Linked DNA regions of Mus musculus: regions 1 and 2 are each linked to region 3. The links are chromatin contacts, called in public ChIA-PET and promoter capture Hi-C maps. All regions are on one chromosome and are shown on one strand. Each heading gives the region's core, a stretch centred on a gene start, on an enhancer-like site or on the middle of the called end of the contact. The rest is flanking DNA. Distances are from core to core; before and after follow the strand shown. Region 1 holds the start of Bola1 (bolA-like 1 (E. coli)). Region 2 holds the start of Mtmr11 (myotubularin related protein 11). Region 3 overlaps Vps45 (vacuolar protein sorting 45).

Region 1 (4,152 bases), core at 146-2,645, 170 kb after region 3:
GAGCAGTCAGTACTCTTAACCACTGAGCCATCTCCATTCCCCAAACCTAGCCAATGTTTATTTCGGTTCTTTTCCTGCTTCAAATGCAGGAATTCCCTCTTTTCCGGGTTAATTTTGGTATCCTTGCAAAACCCAGATAGTTCACTTCCTCACAAATCCCTTCTCTAGCCTACAGGTAATTTTCTTCTCATAAGAACGTCTGTAGGGACCTAACAGCTGTGTAAACCTGATGGCCTCTCTGAGTTCAATTCCAGAACCATGCAACTGGGGGAGGAGTAACTCCGAAAATTACTCTCTGACACCCAAGTGCGCAGTGGTGTTATGCAACCTCCCCCAGCCCCCATATGCACTAATGATGTGTAGCTCCAATTTAACAGGTATTAAGAGCACCGTTTGACCTCATGCACCAGCTTCTCTTTTATTATCATGGCCCTTTCCGATTCATCAGGACCTTTCTCTAGTCTAGCCCAGGCAAGGGCAAGAGGGAGGGAGTGGCTGCTCTCTCCCTGGGCTAGCTTAGCTTTCACCAGAGGTGTCTTTGCCTCTGCATGGTGTTCATTAGCAGAAAAGGCAGAGCTCCTGGTCCGTACAAATCAAGGAATAAGGTAGTAGTGATGTAGTAGTTTATTCTCAGTCGACCCATTCGGATCGTTCTCCCAATCCAGGTATTTATTAAGAGGTCCCTCGAGTTTTCTTGCTCCCACCTAGGCAGGGGGGACTAATGTCCAACTGTGGGTTTTCTCTCCACTGGGCGGGGGTCTTCGCCTGGATGGCCAGGGCATGTACCGGTCCAGCCAGCTCCTCCGACAGTGCCTCGTGGACCAACCGGTGCCGTTGCAAGGGGCTCATCCCCTCGAAACGAGAGCTCACCACCGCCACGCGAAAATGCGTCTCGCTGCCTGCTGGGACTGCGTGGCCACCGCTCTCGTTGCGCAGCTCCAGTACCTCGGGGCTCAGGGCTTGCTCCAATTTGGCGCGAATAGCGGCTTCCACTGGTCCTGCAGCCGCAGATCCCGCGCTGCCCCGCGATACACACGAGCGCGTGGCCATGGAGACCATGCACTGGGCCGATCGCGCACTTAGCATTCGCTGCGGAGAAACGAAGGACACGGGACTGAGTCCACACACCCTGCCCACGCACCCCAGACAAGCACACCCTGGAACCGCCTCTACTCTGCGTGGCGGGTTAACGCGGCTTCTACGCCGGTAGCGGAGAGACAAAGGCGATTGAGCGGCCAGAGCGCTAGGCACTAAGGGCACTGGGAAAGCATGGCTGGGAGCTGAAAAATGGAAAATGTACAACTTGGTCCTTTTGGCTGAGTCAGAGCCCTATCGTCTCTCCGAACCCTAGGGTGGTACCTTTGTACTTGCTGCGCAGCCTGCTGTACCACCGCTTGATCTAACAACCGAATTTCCGGTCGGACCACGCAAACGCCGCGTCAGGAGGCTCGCTAGGAAACGCAGTCCGGTTGCGTCTGGCAGGCGTTACCCAGTACCCAGAGGTTTTATGGGAATTGTAGTCCCTGCTTCTCCCGACCGGTAAAATCCTGCAAAGTCGGGAAATTAGAGCAATAAAAACAAAAGTGTTTCCTGTAAATTTAAGATGGTTGCACCAGATTTGTAGCTTCTTGATCTATAACCCAAATAGCTTAAGTCATTTGTATGTAATTAATAAAAAAAGAAGTCTCATGTAGCCCAGGTTGGCCTTTACCACTCTAGAAATGTCCATTATTTCCTGATCCTCCTGCCTCTACCTCCTACCTGCTGGGATTACTGTCCTGGGTTATTGATAGAGTGCTTCCATAGCAAAAACAGATTCTTATGAGATTACAGCGGACCTTGCTCAATTCAGAGGGGAATGTCTGCTGGGACAGTTTTCTTCCCAAGATAATCTGTCCTGCCCCAAACAGAGAATTCCAGTGAGAAGGAAAATGAAGATCGTCACACAGTTCCCTAAGAGCTGCACTAACTTGCCTTGCCCCCGCGCGCTTCTGTGTAGGACCCCAGCTTTGTTCCTTTCGGAGATTCCTTTGTTCCTGAGAGAGATAGAATAAAGACAGCCCTGCTCTCAGAGTTTACAAAGCACTAGAGAAATAGTCATAATGTTCATTGTGATACCGTGTGTCAAGTGTGTGGTGGAAATACACACAGTTTACTGTAAGCATATTACCTACACGTGAGGACCAAAGAAATGACAAGAGACTTCTTAGAGCAGTGTAGGAGAAACAAGAAGACCACTTTCTCACCTCATTTGGTCAGGATGTGGTAACTGAATGAAATCAGCACATGACTGCAGTCTCCCCTCCCCTAGCCTGAAACCTGCTTGCTCAGGGGTGGAGCTTCCTGCTCATTCGTTCTGCCACGCCCACTGCTGGAACCTGCGGAGCCACACACGTGCACCTTTCTACTGGACCAGAGATTATTCCGCGGGAATCGGGTCCCCTCCCCCTTCCTTCATAACTAGTGTCGCAACAATAAAATTTGAGCCTTGATCAGAGTAACTGTCTTGGCTACATTCTTTTCTCTCGCCACCTAGCCCCTCTTCTCTTCCAGGTTTCCAAAATGCCTTTCCAGGCTAGAACCCAGGTTGTGGTCTGCTGGCCGGACACAACACATGACCACTCCAAGGAATGGCTGAGGCAGTTCCTACTCTGTGTGTGAGGGAGAACACAGCCAGAGGCATCTGGAAGGGTCTAGTGCAGGAAGAAAATAGAGCAAGCTAAACAGCAGACTGAACAGGGCTATGAAGGGAGAGGAGGGGAGGGAGAGTGAGAGATGGAGAGAGAGAGAGAGAGAGAGAGAGAGAGAGAGAGAGAGAGAGAGAGAGAGAGAGAGAGAGAGAGAGAGAGAGAACCAGAGCCAGAGCCAGAGTCAAGAGAACCAAGAAAGCTCATGGCCAAAATGGCTGGGTTATATAGTATAGGAGTCAGAAGCTGGAGAAGGGAAGGGAAGCCCTGAGCTGGAGCAGTTTGGAGATAGGGTGAAAAGAGCTAAGGAAAGCCATAGATAACGAGTTCTGCTGCCAGCGTGTACTTTGGTGTAATAGAAACCATAGTTACCTATTTGTCCCTGGCTTCTTTGGGACCCAACAGCAGCCTTGTCTTTGGGCTGTCCTGAAACTCATAATGTATACTAGGCTGGCCTCAGACTCTGTAGATCAGACTGGCCTTGTTTGAACCCAAAGATCCACTTGCCTCAGCTTCCCAAGAGCTGGGATTAATGGTGTGTGCCACTACTGCCAGATCAAAGATCAAAGTTTACTAAAAGAAGACAATGCTATAGACATTTGTTTGTTTTTTTAAACAAAACCAAACAAATACTAGGGTAGGCAAGCTGTAATCTCAAGGGGGAGAATGGAGACAAGAAGGAAACATTCCATGTTGTTTGAGTTAAGCAGGCATGAAAGACAGCCACATGATGGAGACCAGAGCTTTAGAGAAAAATAAGGAATCCTAAATTACCAGAAAAAGAAGACCTAGGCTCCGGACAGCATCCTAAGAAAGAATAAAGGAACAGTTGTACCTCTCTGGGTAGACCCAACTGTCGGATCCCAAGGAAATTCCACTTCCCCAAATTCCAAAAGGCAGAGAAGGGATAAATGGCTACCTGAGCTTCCAGTTAGTATACCAAAGCCTATGCTGGCCTCCAGGCTCCCTCAGTATCTCAAGTACCTCTTAACAGAGTTCAGAGTCTGGCTAGCACCCTGCTAGCCCTTCTCACTTCCTCTCTTACCCTAAACTCCCTGCAGCCCACAGGTTTCCCTCCCCCCAGCCACACCTCCTGGTAACCTCCCCCCACCTTGATCTCCCTGTCTCTGCTTTCCCTCTCTTCCCCCCCACCCCCTCCACCTCCCCCTGCACTTCTGTCTCTGCTTGGCTCCTGCTTCCCCCCTAGCCAGGTCCAGTCTGGTGGCCACGCTCAGTCTCTCTCTCTCTCTCTCTCTCTCTCTCTCTCTCTCTCTCATATCTATAATAAAACCCTTCCTGTAAACCATACGTTGGAGTGGTCACGCATAACTTTACTTTTTTTCAAAGTCTATTTTAATGATAGTTCTTATATTAGTCAGGGTTCTCTAGAGTCACAGAACTTACAGATAGTCTCTAGATAGTAAAGGAATTTATTGATGACTTACAGTCGGCAGCCAATTCCCAA
Region 2 (4,326 bases), core at 1,378-3,877, 130 kb after region 3:
AGGGCATCTGGGGTCCTACTAAAGTTTTAACGGAGAGAGATCTTCAGGGTTCTTATTTTCCTCCTTTCCACTCTCTCCACCCTGCATCCTCTGTACCATCCCCAACTTAAAGCCAGTACACCAGAGGGCTGACCTCCAAACCCCTTAACTCAGGCTGGCTTAACTGGGCAGTGGTGGCTCACACCTTTAATCCCAGCACTTGCCAGGCGGATTTCTGAGTTCGAGGCCAGCCTGGTCTACAGAGTGAGTTCCAGGACAGCCAGGGCTACACAGAGAAACCCTGTCTCGAAAAACCAAAAAAAAAAAAAAAAAAAGGAGAATTGAAAAAGGGTTTCCTCATACTGCAGTTTGTAAATGATATAAATTATATCTTTTTATTTAGTTTTTAAGATGCAATTTCTAAGAGTGAGGGATGGTGTTAAGCTCCATGCTGTGCCTTAAAATAGAAGTACCTTCCCTCTCCATAGCTTTCCAAAATCCATAGACCAGTAAAGCAGAAATGACCATGGCTTTATATTGTACACTTGGGAGGTGATCCCGAGCCGAGAACAGAGCCCGTTCTCTGAGATCTTGCTCTTGCTGTTCTTCCTTTCACTCCCATGTCCAAGGTTCCAGGCACTTTATTTTTCTTTCAATAAAGGAGCATTTGGGTAATGATTGTCTATGAGTTACTCAGACACCTCTGACTGGACTGTGTCCTCTTTTTCAAAGAGGCAGTACCCAGCCACATAGCCATAGGCAAGAGGACAGAATTAGAAGCCATTATCTGCTCTGGAAACATACATACCCTGGATTCTAATATTTTCTTCTTGCCCTCAACCTGTGTGGACTGCAGGCTCAATGAGTCACACAGGCACTCGTGTCTGAATATCTTGTGGATACCCAGTCACAAGTTATTGTGTATTGCCTCCTGTGCTTAAGCTGTTTAACAAAATACTATCATGCTTCCATGTACAATTCCTGTGCCCTCTCCTTCCCTTGGCTGTGTGAGTTGGGGGTAGAGGAAGTGATAGAAGCTGTCTAAGCAGTGGGGTGGGAAGGACCTTGGCCTCTTTCTGTGTTTATAACTGGATCTGTGATTCATCCTGTGAGTCACTCAGCTCCACCTTCCTCCTCCAGCTACCCCTCCCAGCAGCCCTTGCTCCTGGCACAAACCTATAACCAGAGCGAGGGTCTGAAAATGGAAAAATCTGACACAGCTCCTTGCCTCTCTATCCCCTTTCCATCCAGTGGACATCTATCTGCATTTGTGCTGCAGGTGGTGAGAGTCTTCCTGTTAACCTAATCCTCAACTGCAGCCCCTTTGTGCTTCTGGTTAGGCGATGATCACATCACTTCTCTCCGTCCTGACCATTCCCTCTATATTCTGCTGTTCCCATACCTCAAGATATTAAAGAACAGAATGAGGCTTTCGGAGGAAAGTGGTGGGGAGAAGAAAAGTAGGTCATGGGATTTTGGCACACCTGTTCCTAAGCTGTTCCTTACTACATACTTTATTCCAGAAGCATTGAGGTGTGTGGTGGGGTGGTGGTGACCAGCAGTCTTTAGGACTTCTACAATCAGGCGTCTAGACCAGCTTGCTAGCAAGTACATACCTGTTTGTTCCAGTCTCTGCTCATGCTAGTTCACTATTTCCACAGTTGCAGCCAACAAAGAGAACTTTGGAAGCTGAGGCTGGAAGGATGTGTGCTGTGGGGAAGGGAGTGTTGAATGTCACGGCCCCCACCTAAGGATTGCTGCCTCTGTACAGACTCAAAAACAATAAAACAGCAGCTCATTAACACCTATTTTGTATTTCATTTCCTGTCTTCTCCGTGTTGAAACATGCTGCCCTCAAGCTGCCCTCCTTAGCATCTCTGTTCAGTGCCCTACAGCCCCATCTTTGCTTTTTAAATTCAGCAGGGAAGGAGGGGGAAATGTGATCCTGGAGCTGAAAAGAGTTTTCCAGTCCTTAGCTTTCAAAGTCCAGAACATGAATCATTCATTAGGAGATCTGGTGACTGGGTTGGAGGGGCGGAGTCATGTACCTGGGGCTGGGCTTTCCATAGGAATAGGTGGCTGCGGGAGTGGGGAGGTGCGCTCGCCGGGCGCAAAGGCTGGTTTAGATATACCACGATCTTTTTCTGGGTTTTCTAGCTCCCGCCCCACTGCCGAGATTTGCACACCAAAATACCTGTGCTGTGTCTGCATCCCAGACACACCAATTTCCGTCCACTCCATTCTGCCCCTGGGCCTGTCACGCTCTCCAGAAAAGGACACAAGGTTCAGTTCCCTTTATGTCCCCTTCTCAACCCGTTAGGTTGTCAGAGGAGGCTGAAAATGAACAAAATCACAAAACCCATGAATAAACGAAACCAAAATAACTGAGTTTCCTAGTGTTTCATCTCTCATTGAAAAAGTATAGAGAGCTAGCCCAAAATGTTTTCATTTAACTACTGCTCCCCTCGTCACACCCACTAATATTCACGAACAGAAAGAGACTAAAATGTGGATGTGGGTTAAGGGAATCTGGGTATCCCCAGTTCCCCCATTCCTCCCATCTTTCTTAAGCTCCTCCATTTCCTTTCTACTTTGAAAAAAAAAATTGCGTATTCTCCTTTAAGGGGCTGGGCATCTTGCCTGTTCTCTTAGAGTCACCGAAGTTTCCAAAGAGCCTCCCCTGTCTGGGCAGGACACACCTTTCAAATAAGACCCCTGGAACTGTGCTCCTGGTATCCGAAATGCCGCTACCGCTGCGTCCTCCCCAGCCTCTTTCTCCCCACCTCTAGGATTTAGCCTCTCCCCAAAAAGAGCCAGCATCTTTGAGGACTCCCACCCTTAGCTGCTCTACTCCCGGATGGAGCCAGGGAAATGTGGTGGGGGGGCCGGGGCCAGAGTTTCAACATTGCCCCCCAGAAGGAGGAGCCAGAGATGGGGGTAAGGAAAAGGAATGGGAGGGTAGCTAACAAGAGAGTGTGAATGGGATGCTGTGGAAATTAAAGGGGAAGGAAAGGATTCAGAGGAGGAGGGTGTATCTGTTTTATCAACTGTTATGGAGCTCGTCTGCCTTTTTCAGTCTCGAGTTGTCTCATTATCCATTAACCAGCCCCTCCTTGTCTTGTCTGCCAGCCGCAGTCAGTGATCTCAATTTCCCTGAGAGGAGAGGAGAGCAGAGCAGAGAAGGGGGGGGGGGGGGGGGGGAAGAACCCGAACAAATGAACTCAATGCGGGTCTCCAAAGGCAGCTACTGGAGAAATCCCAGATTCTGAGTTTAGGGGGTCCCAGATTAACTCTCTCCCCTGCTCAGCTCTCTGGACCGAAGTCTAACCCAGGGAACAGGATGCCGGAGCCCAGCAGTCATCAGCTTGGCAGCTGCCTGGCCTCTGGTTGTCTCCCAGGTAATAAAATGACCTCTCTAGATTCCTTTAAAAGTCTTCCTACCCCATCCTTTTTTGTTTTCACCAAAGATACTCCCTATTCCTTTCCTCGAAGTGTTTCTGAGACTCATTCTCCTGCCTCCTTCCTCAGAGCTTGTGGAAGGCCTGGACATTGTTCATTCTGCTTTCTCACCCCGGCTACCACTTTTCTTATTAACTATCCAAAGACCAGTGAGTGTATATGTGCCACGTTCTATGCAGGGTTTTAGAAGTTAAAAAAAAAAGTCTATTCTTTTCCTTCAATTTTACATCTAAGGATAGACGAGTAGCCACATAGAAGTGTGGGGCAGCATTGGGGATAGTTAGACCTTTGCTTCTCTTTCTCCCTTTTAGGGGAGCATATCCTAGCATGGGCACCAGGACGAAGGAAAGGGCCAGGACTAGACCTGCCTGGAACTCTGATCTGCACTAACTTTAGGGTAACCTTCCAGCCTTGTGGATGGCAGCGAAAGCAGGTGAGGTGATTAGTGTAATAGAAAAGCTTGGTGCGGTGTCCCAGCAGTTGGGGGGTGGGGCGTTGAGATGGAAGACCATGAGAGTTCCAGGCTAACCTAGGCTACATAGCAATGCTCTGTTTTTCTTGTGAATGTATCAGTAAATGGTAGAATTATTTCTATGGAAGCTGCCTTCTACGGGGGAGGGGCGGAGGCAGCAAGGCAAGACAGGGATGGCTGTCATGTCTGTAGCATCAGTCTTGTGCTTCCTTTAGGATACTCCTCTGAGTAGTGAAAATGATTTTGCCTTGATCAACATTGGTCGATTAGAGGCTGGTAAGTTTGAGGGTTTGGTAAAAGGGGCATTTGAGTCTCTACCTTCTGTTCTCAGAAGACTGAGGGCTGGGGCAGGGTGGAGTGGAGGAAATGCTCCCAGAAGATCCCACGGTCACTCTACGCTAACCCTCGACTTCAGT
Region 3 (4,247 bases), core at 758-3,257:
TGGTAGAATAATAAGACTGCATATTTGTATGCTAGAAATAAAGAAATCGTCAGAGTTTGGAGAAAATTTTTGTTAACTCCTCTCAGAAAGGACATAAATAAATTGAAATCTTCCTTTAGTAAATGGTTAGCTTTGGTCTTGAGTCTGGTGGAAGGCAAAGTCTTACACAGGTTGTTACAGTCTCAAAAACCTGCTTTTGGGGTGCATGCCTGTGCTGTGTGTTCTCAACAGTGGACATAGGAGTATTTCATTCAGACTAAGTATGGACTTCAGTTCTTTTGAGTGTGGAGAATAACCCTGAGCCCACGCCTGGAGGCAGGCAGAGTGCCCCTAAGTTATTTCTCAGCTCCTTCCCCTTAAAGCCCTCTTCTGCCCACATGTTTAAAAACTGAAACAGGGTCTAAGTCATCCAGGCTTTGGCCTTGAACTCACTCTCTAGCTTCAGCAGGCCTTGAATTTGCCATCCTACTGTTTCAGTTGCTGCACTACCTAGGAGTTCAGCCTGCAATGCCAGACCAAGCTTGAACTCTGATAATTAAGACTGGACAGTTTGTAACACGTAAAGACACACAGTCTGTAGATCTGTAGTTTCTGTAGGTCCCAAGTTCATGCATAGATTAGATCTCAGTTCACTGCTCACAGATTTACCAACTGAGAATCAGGCTAAGTCCAGGACCCCATCTTAAGCATAAGTCAGTTGGCAGAATTCAGATGTTTTTACAATCACAGGACTTCGGAACCCAGCTCTTAGTAGTGCCCACTGTCCCTACATGGCAGGTTGTTTCTCTAAGGCCAAGATCTGGATGTCTTGGGCACTTCCAGTTTCTCTGGCTTGTTCTGTGATCCTAGTTTTTATTTCTAATCTTTGTTACCTTACCTGTCTCTGAGTGTGCTGGGGCCTAAATAAGGATAGAGGTTTTCCTTAAGCCTTCCTTTGATGAGATGATCCAGGGTCTCATGCAGGAAAGGCTGGTGCTGTGTATACACATTTTCCACTCCCTAAAATATGGAAATGGTTCTCATGTTATTTGGGGAAGCTAGCAATATGACAGTAATGATACATCAGAAAAGGAACATATACTCAATGGAAGCCTTATGGGATAGAATCAAACTGGAACTGGATAGAAATCAAACAGACCCCAACAGGACATTTGTGTCTGTGTGTAAGTAAAGGTGTGGATGTGTGTGCACGCACATGGACGTCAGAGGTCAGCACTGGCTGCTCTCCTCAGTGCCTCTTCACCATCATCTCCGAGACAGGCTCTATTCTTGAACCCAGAGCTCTCAGGTTTGGTTAGACTGGCTGGCCAGAGAGCTTGAGGGGGTCCCCTCCCCCTTCTATGCACACACTTCAGCACTGTGGGGTACAGTTACACACCACTGTATTTGACTTTTATGTATTTGATGGGGATCTAAACTCCAGTTTGAGCAGCAATCACTTCACTGAGTGAACCATCTCCCCAGTCTAGAACTTTAGAATATGTAAAAATTATTTTAATTAGACAGAATTGTTCCAATCTTACAAAAGTACTAATTTTTTAAAAAAGTACTAAATTAAGGCTAGTTATTTTCAATATGGCTTCAATAAACTTTTCAAGGAATTTAAAAATCTGGAATCTTTTATCTTGTCTGAATCTCATTCTTTGTGAAACAAAAAGAAAGGCCTGTAGCAGAGTTGGTAAGCCATAGGGTAGAAGAACACCAGGAAACTCATGGAAAGCTAAGAACAGGCCAGGGGCCAGAGAAGCGGTGCCGCTGGTACAGTGCCCCCCACCCCACGAACACGGGGGGGCCGTCAGAAAAGCTTCCTACCAAGTAAAAAGCTGGCCTACGAGAGCCCCGTGAAGGCACTGTCAGCCTGGCAGACTCTAGAATTACCTGGTCCATGGACTTCTAGGCATGCCTGTAAGGAATTGCCTTGATTATGTTACCTCACATGGAAAGACCATCTTAACTGTGGCCAAGACTTCACTAGTGAGTGGAGAAAGTGAGCCACACTTATTGTTGTCCTCTGTCTGTGTGACTGACTTCCCAGCAACGGATGGTTGTGCTTTCTCTTGAATTTCCTTCAAAGAGAAGCTTGTGGGCTTGAGGTGCAGCTCAGTTGGCAGACTTTGTTTATCATGCATAGACCCTTGAATTCTATTCCCAGCACAGCATAAACTTGCTGTAGTGGTGTATACCCAGAACTTGGGAGCTGGACAAATTCAAGGTCATCCTTGGCTACATAGTGAGTTTGAAACCAGCCTGCCCTACATGAGACTCCTCAAAAACAAAACCAACCAACCAACCAAAAAACAGAAAAACCACAAACCACCAACACACACACACACACACACACACACACACACACAGAGAGAGAGAGAGAGAGAGAGAGAGAGAGAGAGAGAGTGAGCGCAAGCACTAGCTTAATACAGTTTAAATTACAAACACGGGAAAAAGAGCTGTGACTGGCAGAACTGTGCACACTTCCTGGAAGTGACCCGTCACTGCATCAGTCCCGCTCGGCTCCCTGGCAGTGCAGGCACACTACAGCACAGAGGCAGCGTTTCAAGAAATTGTCCTTTGTGGATTCACTGGGCGGACATAGCTCTACAATTCAGAATATACTGTTAGAATCATATCAGCCACACTCAGACTAAAGCTATACCTTCAGTCCTTTGAGAAACTGCTTGGTAATAGCCACAGCATCTTTGGGACTGAAGAGGTCACTTCCTCTAACCCGTTTACCACCATATTCAACAACTGCCGACACAAGCTATAAAAGAAAAAAAGAAGAAACAACTTTTTATTGCTTAGGTATCAGGAAGCTCATTTCATAAAAAATAACTTTATTAGGGCAATGAAGACACGAGAGGACGGAACTGTGCACCTTGTAAATAAACAGTATATGATGTATTTTTTGTTGGGGCTGAGACTATAACAGACGTGGCTTCTGTGGTTTGGGCTTACTATATAAATTTGGGATTGGGTTTTGTGCTATGCTGTGAGTGAGTGTTCTCTGAGCCAAGCAACTGCCATTAGGGAGCTCAGCTGTGCCCTTGCTAAAGACTCCTCTCTGCGGGCCTCTGTGACTGCGTGTGCCCCACCCACCAGATTATCCAGCTGCTCCTAACCACCTGTTGTATGCAACTCTGCCTTAATGGCATATGGCTTCAGGAAGGGGACACAGGGAGGGGGAACTAGAGAAGGGGAACACTATCTCTGCAGGATTGGGGGGGGCACGCATCCCTGCTGGGTAAAGGCTTTCCCAGGGAGAGGAGCACCCACACCCCTCACCTGTGCTTTGTCAGGAACTCCAATAAACTGTGGCAGAACCATGACTGGTTTTGTTCTTGGGATCATAGGAGGAGGGGGTAGACATTGCCTAAATCTCCCCCTGGGAAAGAATTTTAGCAACAGAGTAAGCACATGGCAGTAATCGTAGCATCTGGGAGGCTGAGTCAGGAGGACCTAAGGGTGAGGTTTCCCTAGGGCTGCAGAGTGAGACCATCTCTAGTACAATAAAATACACATAAGCACACTCATCAGGTTACCTTCCGATACTTCTCAGCAACACCTTTACTCCTGAGGTCCACTATGAGTCCTGGCAGGCTGTTGCTGCTGTGGCGCTCGTAATGTAGAGCATAAAGCATCACCAGGCGAACTGCATCAAATTCTGTGACTTTCGGATTCTGCAGGAGTCTCTTCACATTCTGAAGAAAGACAGAACCAATGTTAGTGCTTTCACTTGAATGGCCTCCTGTGTAAGAGTGGTAGAGACACAGCTCAGCGGACACACACGCCATCATGTTTCAACTACAGAATGGCAATTGCTTCTTATTTAGTGGAAGGACTAAATAATTCCCCATGTAATAGCCGTAGGAAAGATGGAGTCAGCCACCGTTTCTCTTGCCTTTCCCAAGTCATCTCCTTGGTGGCATAAGGAGTGCAGACTACTTCAACTTCAGTCAGTACAGAGCACAGAAATGACCAGTTTCTGGTTAAAGACGTCTTTCTTTTAGTGTTGCTCATCCCATTGTATCCAAATAGACATGACCTGGCAGAGTTACACAGGCCGGATTTAATCCCCAAGAAACACCAGAGGTCACAACACATCTCAAGATGGCTGAGAGAAACAAGTGTATGTGACAGCATGCAATCTCTAAATGGGAGAACTTCGGATCTAAGAGGCAGATGCTGGAAGCAAAGGGACAGGCCAAGTCATGCCTGGACTCTCTCAGCCTCACATTAAGGGCCTTCTTGCA

Evidence for each region. Promoter capture Hi-C pulls out the DNA fragments that hold promoters and counts their contacts. ChIA-PET counts read pairs in DNA pulled down with a chosen protein or histone mark.
Region 1: a contact with region 3 is called in an RNA polymerase II ChIA-PET map of memory CD8 T cells, with 256 read pairs. The contact joins the promoter of Bola1 here to the enhancer-like site in region 3. A contact is called at or near these places in 1 of 39 promoter capture datasets (the C10 cell line), 1 of 484 Hi-C or Micro-C datasets (bone marrow-derived macrophages), 1 of 115 datasets of contacts at active chromatin or transcription factors (memory CD8 T cells) and 3 of 9 other capture datasets (embryonic stem cells, liver and pancreatic islet).
Region 2: a promoter capture Hi-C map of hematopoietic stem and progenitor cells shows a contact between it and region 3, with 2.7 times the contacts expected there. The contact joins the promoter of Mtmr11 here to the enhancer-like site in region 3. A contact is called at or near these places in 7 of 39 promoter capture datasets (the C10 cell line, cranial neural crest, embryonic stem cells and 3 more), 1 of 484 Hi-C or Micro-C datasets (cranial neural crest), 4 of 115 datasets of contacts at active chromatin or transcription factors (the 230-238 cell line, bone marrow-derived macrophages and embryonic stem cells) and 4 of 9 other capture datasets (adipose tissue, embryonic stem cells, liver and 1 more).

What each region holds. Positions count from the first base shown.
Region 1 is chr3:96,196,191-96,200,342 of GRCm38.p6, forward strand. It overlaps Bola1 (bolA-like 1 (E. coli)), which reads right to left and starts at 1,396. Exons shown (of 2, transcript NM_026975.2): 1 at 1,360-1,396; 2 at 398-1,089. The coding sequence starts at 1,086. The coding sequence ends at 673.
Region 2 is chr3:96,159,343-96,163,668 of GRCm38.p6, forward strand. It overlaps Mtmr11 (myotubularin related protein 11), which reads left to right and starts at 2,628. Exons shown (of 17, transcript NM_181409.3): 1 at 2,628-2,916; 2 at 3,287-3,377; 3 at 3,750-3,871; 4 at 4,126-4,186; 5 at 4,326. The coding sequence starts at 2,851. Otud7b (OTU domain containing 7B) reads left to right here. Exons shown (of 12, transcript NM_001025614.1): 12 at 1-1,787.
Region 3 is chr3:96,030,129-96,034,375 of GRCm38.p6, forward strand. It overlaps Vps45 (vacuolar protein sorting 45), which reads right to left. Exons shown (of 15, transcript NM_013841.3): 11 at 3,537-3,695; 12 at 2,651-2,758; 13 at 878-999. Among named protein-coding and RNA genes, the nearest start is that of Vps45, 26 kb to the right of the region's middle. Within about 2 kb of position 2,008, at least 81 of the 459 cell types and tissues checked have an H3K27ac peak or open chromatin away from gene starts, as enhancers often do. A contact at or near this core is called in the 230-238 cell line, adipose tissue, bone marrow-derived macrophages and 2 more, where this site is marked.